Linked DNA regions of Capsicum annuum: region 2 is linked to region 1. The links are chromatin contacts, called in public Hi-C maps. All regions are on one chromosome and are shown on one strand. Each heading gives the region's core, a stretch centred on a gene start, on an enhancer-like site or on the middle of the called end of the contact. The rest is flanking DNA. Distances are from core to core; before and after follow the strand shown. Region 1 has its middle 61 kb from the start of LOC107870861. Region 2 holds the start of LOC107870861 (myosin-binding protein 2).

Region 1 (4,935 bases), core at 1,517-4,016:
AATTTGACCATAATTGAAATAAAATTGATCATAATTGCGATGCAATTGGCTAATTGATTTTTAGTTTGGCCAAATATTTAATGAATCGACTAAATCCTAAATTGATTGGGGTTATTTTTAAAATAATCTCAAATCCTAAATTCTAACCAACAACCCGATCCCTAGAAAAACCCGAAATTTGACCCACACCCGTGAACCGAATCCGTGTCCAACCCGCAACCAATCAACCCAAACCGAAATTCAAAAATCAAAAATTCAAATTTTGAAATTCAAAATATGTATTAGATGGTACAATTCCACCTCAACCTTGTCCCTTTTTCATTTTGAAATTCAAAATTTGAACTAGATGGTACAATTCCACCTCAACCTTCTCCTTTTTTCATTTTGAAATTTTAAAATTTGTACTAGGTGGTACAATTCCACCTTAATCTTATCCTTTTTACATTTTGAAATTCAAAATTTGTACTAGATTGTACAATTCTCCCTCAACTTTGCCTTTTTTTTCATTTTAGAAATTCAAAATTTGTACTAGATTGTACAATTCCCCCTCAACCTTATTCTTTTTTTCATTTTTGAAATTCAGATTTTAAATTTTAAATTTTTACTAGATTGTACAATCCCCCCTTCAATCTTGTCCTTTTTCCATTTTTGAAATTCAAAATTTATACTAGATTGTACAATTTCACCTCACCTTATCCTCCAACAAATATTTTCCTCAATTTAAAATTTTCAAAACACTCCTAAATTCTTTATCCCACATTGGTGGATAAAAAGAATTGAGTCCCCATCATTTCCTATAAATACTACCACTATTTTGATAAAAAGATCAAGTTTCAAAGAGTGAAAAAACTTTCGAGCAAAAAGTTAAATTTCTTTTCTTTAGTAAAAATTTTCAAGTGGTAGTGTAATCGGGTTCTCGAAAGATTGTTTTTCGGTGGTGTTCAAGACTTCAAAAAAAACTTGAAGTCCTGTTTTGTTGTCCCAAAAAGGTAAACACACCTTTTTCTTTTAGTTTTGTTATCGTTTTCTTCTGCATCTCCATTTTTGTAGTTTCGTAGTTTTAATTTTATTTGCTAGAATTGTTTGTTGCGCATAATCTTGAAGGTCATAGGATGTTGTGATATCAATATTATTGTTATTTTCATGCTCATGGGATAAGATAAACTAAGAATAGTTAATATTGATTGTTTTTCTTTATTCTTTGATTGTTATGGATAAAGTTTTGATCTTTGTTTAAAATATGTACTCATGCTTTGTTTAAATTTATTGTTGGCGGATATCTTTGTTTTTAGCATGTAAAATTGTTTCATTTATATTGAAAAGATTGATTGTTTCGCCTTTTGGCTTTATTCTTTGATTATTATGGATAAAGTTTTGATCTTTGATTAAAATATGTACTCATGCTTTGTGTAAATTCATTGTTGACGGATATATTTGTTTTTAGCATGTAAAGTTGTTTCCTTTATGTTGAAAAGAATAGTTAATGTTGATTGTTTTATCTTTTGACTTTATTCTTTGATTATTATGGATAAGTTTTGATCTTTGCTTAAAATCCGTTCTCATACTTTGTTTAAATTCATTATTGGGGAATATATTTGCTTTTAGTATATAATGTTGTTTCCTTTATATCGAAAAAGGAATGGTTACTATTGTTAAAGGTCTGTGAAATTATTTCTCCATTTGAAGTAGTGAGTTACTTATTTTCGTGGTCAAAACTGTCTTTGATTTTCTCTTATTTTGATTAAAAAGTTATTAGGGTTATAGATTTTGTTGAAATTGTGTAGAACTAAAATAGTTGGCATAATTGGACACTTTTTCTTAGACTTAATATTTTACTATTTCTCTTATCTTGTCTTCGAATATCATTTCTCAAATATGTTAAATATATGTTATTTGCTTCACTTCACTTGTTGATTTACCTCTTAAAGTGTTTTTATTCATTTAAACATCCCATTATTATTCACATGCTAAAGTGAATTTTTTTTCGAAGTTATAGATATTTTGATTGACTCCACTTTGTATTGAAAAAGTGTTGTTGCATTAGTATGTCTTATATTTCTATTTGCATTAGTTCTTCTTTTCTTTATTTAATGAAAACATGTCTTAGATTTTATCATATCATAGTATTTGGAGAAAATATATGTCTTGACACCAATTTTTTCTCTTCGTACCTAAAATTAACGTCTTCGGGCTTCCTGATCGTTAAAGGACACAAAATACAATTTCATTTTTTTATAATTTTTTGACAAATTGTTGGATTTTAATCACTTTGTTGTCATACTTTTTTTTTTTTCATAATTTATTAATATTTGTCTTATTTTTTATCAATTTATTATCGTTTTTAACATTTTACAATCATCCGCACACGCGCACGACATGATGTCACATTTTTACAGTATTTTAAATTAATTACATTAATTTCAATATTCCTTATTTTTTTTCTATAATTACATATCAATATTTATATTTTCGTACATTTATTACAATCCGTAAAAGTTGAGTCAGGTCAATTATTTTAATACATAGAGGAACAAATTAATTAGGTTGAGGTCTCATCATCGTTATGACACTTGACTTTTTCTTTACCTACTATTCATAATTTAAAAAATGTGTTGAAAAAAAAAGTAAATTTAATATTTTATTTATTTGTTTTTTATTTTTAATACTACTTTTTACTTTCTTTAGAATTTCTTTAATATACACACACTGCACAGGCAGATCACACACTCAGCCATCCCTCACATTTTCTCTCTCTCACTCCACGCTCTCTCCCTCAACCAGTCAGTGTCGACCGCCGGATTTAACCGCGGGCCGATCTTCGACCACCAACGTCCAGCCACCACCGCACCTCCTTTCGATCTCTCTCTTTCTCCCCTCTTCCTGCCGGATTTCGCCGGATCTGGCTGCCGGCGAACTCCATAACTCCACCTGCCCCGCCCCTTCTTCCCCCTTCTTTTATGCCCCTTTCCGCTACTTCTTCGTCGGAGGCGATGGCTGGCGAAGTCTCAAAATCCACCGTTGCTCCCTCACTATTGTTGCACAAAAATGAGCCAGATTTGGTCAGTTTTGATTTTTCGGCGTTGTTCCAGCTAACGCCGTTGTGCCGTTGCCACCATGCCGCTACTGCCCCTTGTTTTGGGCTTTATTTTTTGTTAATTATTGTGATTGTGAATATTATGTTGCTCCGGTGAATACGCCGTTTCCTTCTCCATTTATTGTTATGGTTTGTCGAAAATACTCCCTTTAATTGAGTTTTGTTTGTGATTTATGTGTCATTGTATATTTTGTTTTCCTGACTTTGCTGGATACAATTTGTTCCTTGTGGTTTGACTGATTCGCGAAAAGAAGAGTGTTCTGATGAAGCTCCATGAATTCCGGCGAACATCATGTTTACTTTTTGTTGATTATTTCTGTATTTTGCTACTGTTTGCTCACTGTGAAAGGATTAGTTTTGCTGTATTTTCGACAACCTATGTCAATATTTAGATGTTTTTATTATTTTTATTGTCTGCCACTTTCTGTTAAATTTTAGGCTTCCTTTTTTGACTTTATTTTTTTTTTAAGTTTGTTAAATTGAATTGAATAAAATATTAATAATCGGTCAATGATATTATCTATCCGTCGATTTTCGAGGCCTCTATAAATAATTTATAGAAAGACGAATGTTACATATATAAATATATAATAAAAATAAATATTTTAGGTGATGACGAAATTTTTTATAACAACGCAAAAGGATTTTATGGTTTGTATCTTTGCAAGGCGATTTAGGACAACCAATCAATTAAGCAATCACTTCGTAGCTATGATGTATTTAAAATTTATCCGAGTCCACTTTTTAATGAAAATTATATTTCTAAATACATATATGCACACATATTTTTTAAATTTATTTTGATAATTATTTATTTGTTACTAACATTTTTGTTACAAGTGTTTTAGGTGTTTGAGAATATTCGTTGGAAAAGACATTTAAAGAAGACTTTAAAATGTGTTGGTACTTTCATATTTTTTGTACTTGTACAAATATTATCTTAGTGTAAAACTTTATTTTTCGGGTGTTGTGCGGGATATTTGTTATTTATGCAATCTTTATCACGCGCTTAGGCAAATTTAGACTGTTATTTATATAAAAATATTAGATTGACTTAGATTATTTAATCAAATAATTTATATTTTTTACACTAAAAAATATTACGTAGTCTTTTCCATTAGAACAATTTTTCTTTATTCAATCTTGTTTTTTCTTGACATATATATATTTATATATTTTTGTTTATATATATTTTGCAGCACGATATGGATTAATATTATTTTAATACATATTTTATGTTTGTATTTATAAATATTACTCCCTGTGTTCCATTTTATGTGTCGTCATTTAGTCGAGCACGAAATTTAAAAAATAAGTAAAAACTTGATGTTTTTTTACCAAATTGTCATTCATTAAAATAATGTACTATTATTATTTTTAATTAAGTGGGCCCTTATAAATGAGACCAATAAAGATAAAAGTGTAATTGTGTCTTTAAATAGTTACCAAATAAGGAAAGGTGACATTCTTTTTGGGACGGACAAAAAAAGAAATGATGATACATAAAATGGGACGGAGGAAATAATTTTTTTCTCACTTTTAATAAACCTAAATATGGCCGGGAACCACATTTGTGGATTCTGAAGGGTGTCTAACCCCTTCCCTTCGGAATAATTTGAACTCTTACCTAGAATTCAAACTTATTTCGTAGATTAAATAAAGTCATATATGTTAAGCAAATAAATAGGTTTCCTATTTTTCCTTAAAAATTAGGTGGCGACTCTGTACGAAATTAATTTTTTTTAGAGTTCATAATGTCATGCACGTTTCGACGTTAGGTAAAAATAGGAGCATGACAATGTGTTAATCTAATTGTCCAAATTTTAAGCAACTATGCTTGT
Region 2 (4,995 bases), core at 558-3,057, 61 kb before region 1:
AGTTTTATCCCGCAAAGTGGGTTACGGGGAGAGTAGAGTATATGCAAACCGTATCCCTACGTCAGAGGTGGAAAGTTTGTTTCTGATAAACCCTCGGCTCAAAAAAAACAGTCCAAAGCAGTCCAACAAAAGAAGTAACGGAAGTACAAGAAACAGAAGATAGTACCAGAATAGAAACTACAACAAAACCATACGATAATCGAGGTGCAAGGAATCAACAAATATTAACAAAAACTGAAGGACAAGAAACTACAAGAGTATTAGGAATATGTACCTTGTTGAACATCTGAATCTTTTTCTTCCCTTACACTTTCAACTTCAATTTGAACATTATCCCTAGCAAGTGCTTGCCGCAACTGAGTATTGTCAAATTGCTCATGAACCTCTTTTACTGAAAGGCATTCTTCAACACAAAAACCGAAACCATTCTCATTTTCCTCCATCTCCATAGAATCAAGAACTATAAACTTAGGTTCCTCCTCAATCTTGTTCTCAACAACCAATTCAACTTCGTCATTGACTTGTTCCTCAGAACTAAAATTGACTTCATCGTTATTCTTTATGTAATTTTCGTGCATCGGTTGATTTTGGCTGTGATCTTCCTCAGTTATTGAATCAATCAATTCAACAGGAACCAACTTCTGACCACTACATTCGACGAAAAAATCCAAATGCTGAGGAGAAAATTCAAAAGATGAGTCCTCAATTACACAAACTTGAACAGCTTCATCTTTCATGACCCTTTCTCTATAGTGCTCCTCTATGTAATCCGTTATTCCTTCAAGAACCAAACATTCCCCATCATCTTCACTACCTTCCAATTTTCTAATCTCAGAAACAGGCAAAGAAAAATCAGAAAGATCAGTTTTTTCTTCATTCCCACAACTTCCTATGGCAAAATCTGATCTTTCTTTTTCGAAATCATAACCTTTATCCATTAGATCATCATCTTTTGACTCAATAGCCAAATTGCCTTTTCCCAAATCATCAGAATAAGGCTTAGTCAAAATATCATTATTCAGAGTCGAAAATTTCCTCTCCAAGATCACACCACAGCAAGAACACTTCAAATTCACCTCACCATCCTCCAGAACTCCACAAAAATCATGGCGTGAGGATGAGCAATCCTCACAGAGATCTTGAGATTCAGTCAACTTCTGATGATTTAAACAGAAACCAAGTTTGGATAACTCTGTAGTATGTATTTCACAGACAAGATCTCTGCGAAAAGTCTTAGTCCTTTGATGATCGAATGCATGATCAATTCGAGAACATAATGGACAAGGTGGCTTTAGTCCAAAATATTCAGCAAATTTGATGATCATATAGGAGAAGAAAGAGTTGAGTAGAAGTAGAATTATCAAAATCCATTCCAACACTGCATACATAAGAACCATTGTGATCTTGTTGGTATTTTTGTGTAACATGGTTGCGAATTTGTTAGCAGCCATTTCTAATGATCCGTAAGAGCAAACACACAAAAAATAATACAGTAATAATAATTCAACTTGACACGGACTTATTAACGTCTGATGATCACGAAATACAGACAAAAATAATAATAATGATTGAAGTTGTGAGAAACTTAAGTTGCGGTGATATACACAAAGTGATATACAGAGGGAAAGTGAAAGAGCTAATTCAAGAATCAATGGAAAATGAGAGAGAGAGAGAGAGAGAGAGAGAGAGAGAGAGAGAGAGAGAGAGAGAAAGGAGTGAAGGTAGAAAAAGAGGGAAAATAGTTTAAAGTAGATTGGATGAAGGGAAGATTTTTTATATTTTTGGATTGAATAGCGAGAAAGGACGCCAAATGAGACCTGAATCTGTCAATAAGCAGGGGCTTATTACTACCGTATCGTGTCTAAAAATTATGGAGTATTGTATATATAAAATTAAAATTATTTTTATTTACATATAATAAATGTTAGAAGTTTTAATTTATATATTTACTTTTTTATATTTGAAATATACTTAGTAAACTGTTAAGTACGGAGCTAAGCAGAAAAACGGGTTCAATCAACTTCCTAAATTGGAAAAAAAATATGTTGAATTTCTTGATTTTTTTTCTTGTAAAATCTTTATATTTTGAATATTTTAAATGAGAAAAACTTGTAAATATGTAGAAAAGAACTACTCCATGTGATGAAATAAATACATATATATTGAAATAAATAAATCAAAGAGAGGAATATATATATATGAAAAGCATCTTTGAGTCTAGAGAATGTCGACAAAGTTTAATCAATAAGTTTACACATTCAACAGTTAGATATTAGTAGCTTAGTTGGTTACCTGAACTTCCACCTCATTGGTGAGAATTTGATTTCCTACATTGTAATCCTTTCCTCTATCCCAATTTTTTTTAAATTACAAAAAAAAAAAAAAAACGGCCAACGTTTGTTGGATTCTTCTCATCGTGCACATTGATTTAAGGAAAAAGTATCAAATTTATTCCTCTACTTAGGAATATTGGCTAATTATATTTTTTTATTATATTTTAGAATAAAATTTATTCTCGAGTTAAGAAACTTTTTATCTATATCCTTACTTGAATAGAAAAACTTAGATCAACAATAAATGCCCTATTTTCTAAAAACAAAACACACCGTAATCTAACCCGACCCGATTTAGAAAAATGACACAAACAAATATACTACGCCCTCAATTTTATTGATCGAATTTTCCCAACGAACAAAATATACTTCTCTTTCAACGTGCATCGTTAGCAGGTTGTTTACGAATGAACAAAAAATAAAATAAAATAGGATAACGCGAAAGCATGAAACTAGAGAAAATGTCTAATACAATCTCTGTCCCTATTCTAGTTATGTTTAAATTTTAAATTTTAGTATGTAATTTTATGTGTATCTGAATTTTAGAATCAGTATGTAAATTTTTTGAGTAGTTGACATAACGACAAATTTGTATTGATTTAAATTGTATATATAGACATAAGAATGAAAAGATGTCATGATTGTTTGTGTCAGCACTGATACAGATTCACTTTTCATAAATTATGCATTGATAAATATCGAGTGGTCTAATCTCGTTGAAAAAATTTGACCAACAGAAGTAAGGGAGGGGTATATTTTTTTTTGTGTGTGTGTGTGTGTGCGCGCGGGTCAGGCAAGAAAGATTAGATTACGGTGCATTTTTTTCAAAAAAAGGGCATTTAACGCTAATTGGGATTTTTTGTTAAAAGAAGGGTATAAGTAAAAAAATATCTTAACAATGAGGGTAAATTTGATCTCAAATTATGACAGCAAGGATAAATTTAATACCTGAGTATGACAAAGAATATATTTAACCAATTTTTTAAAGTAGAGAGATAAATTTTGATCATTTTTTGTTTATTTAATTAGCTTATACTAGTAATTATTAGTAATATATATTTATCTTGTTAATTTTTCCCTTCATTTGTTTCATTTAAAAAAAAATTACTAAACATATAGAGCAGTTTGGTGTACGAATATTTTATTTCACATAAGATTTAAGAAAATATTATACGTAAAGAAATGTGATATAGATAGCATATCTCAAGTATTAAGAATTGATTTCACATTAAAATATGTGACTTATACGTTGGTAATACAAGGTTGCTAGATTGTTGCTCTAACCCCCCCCTCCCCCTCCCCCACCTAAAAATAAAGAAAATTAAAGTCATGTTATGGAATATAAAAGCAAGAACAAGAAGATAAAAGAGAGAGAAAAAAGGGAGACTTTTTTATTTCCATTGATGGTTGAGAGATCATCGAAATGAGAATATAATGAACAAAAACCTTATATTTATAGGAAAAAATACTCCTAGTTTCTGATTAAAAGACAAATACTTCAAATCTTGACAGATATCAACTAAATCTTGATAGATCTTGATAGATCTTATCTATATTCTTGATAGATCTTGATAGATTGTTGCTCTAATCCCCCCCCCCTCCCCCTCCCCCGCCTAAAAAAAAAGAAAATTAAAGTCCTGTTATGAAATATAAAAGCAAGAACAAGAAGATAAAAGAGAGAGAAAAAAGGGAGACTTTTTTATTTCCATTGATGGTTGAGAGATCATCAAAATGAGAATACAATGAACAAAAACCTTATATTTATAGGAAAAAATACTCCTAGTTTCTAGTTAAAAGACAGATACTTCAAATCTTGACAGATATCAACTAAATCTTGATAGATCGTGATAGATCTTATCTATATTCTTGATAGACATTCACTATAATGTAAATACATTTATAACACTGCCTCTTGAATGTCTAATTGATAGATAATATGTCTCGTTAAAACCTTACTAGAAAAAACCCAGTAAAAAAATCTAGTGAAGAAAAAAGAGAACACATCTCCAATAATACGCATATAGGTTGCCTCATTAATAACCTTACAAGGAAAATTCAGTGGAATAAAACCTCGTAAGGGAAAAATAGTACAGCATGTATTAACTCCCCCTAATGAGATCATCCTTCAACCTTTGCATTCCAATCTTGTGCACTATCTTCTTGAAAGTTGCAATTGCAAGAGACTTGGTGAATAAATTAGCCACATTATCACTTAAACGAATCTGTTGCATGTTAATATCACTATTCTTTTGTAGCTCATATATGTAGAAAAGTTTTGATGAAGTGTATTTCGTTCTATCTCCTTTTATGAATCCTCCATTAAAATATTTTATGCATACTACATTATTTCTATATAAAATTGTGGGTACATTTTCACATTTCAAATCATATTTTTCTCGAATGAGATGTATCATGGACCTCAACCATACACATTCTCGACTTATTTCATGAATAACTATTATCTCAGTATGATTCGATGAGGTGGCTACGATGGACTGATTTGTATATCTCCAAGATATGAAAGTATCCCTACATATGAACACATTACATGTTTAAGATCGAGATTTATGCAGGTTAAATAAATCCTCAGCATCAACATAATCAACAAGATCAGAACTGCAAAAATGAGCCCATATCAATAGTCCCTTTTAGAAATCTTAAT

The links. A called contact is a pair of places that touch in the nucleus more often than the background predicts.
Region 2: a Hi-C map of leaf shows a contact between it and region 1, with 2.0 times the contacts expected there. The contact joins the promoter of LOC107870861 here to the enhancer-like site in region 1. A contact is called at or near these places in 3 of 5 Hi-C or Micro-C datasets (bud, leaf and placenta).

Annotation. Positions count from the first base shown.
Region 1 is chr5:103,851,107-103,856,041 of UCD10Xv1.1, reverse strand. No RefSeq gene overlaps it. Among protein-coding and RNA genes, the nearest start is that of LOC107870861, 61 kb to the left of the region's middle. Within about 2 kb of position 2,766, at least 5 of the 5 cell types and tissues checked have an H3K27ac peak or open chromatin away from gene starts, as enhancers often do. A contact at or near this core is called in bud and leaf, where this site is marked.
Region 2 is chr5:103,910,979-103,915,973 of UCD10Xv1.1, reverse strand. It overlaps LOC107870861 (myosin-binding protein 2), which reads right to left and starts at 1,807. Exons shown (of 4, transcript XM_016717541.2): 1 at 275-1,807. The coding sequence starts at 1,451.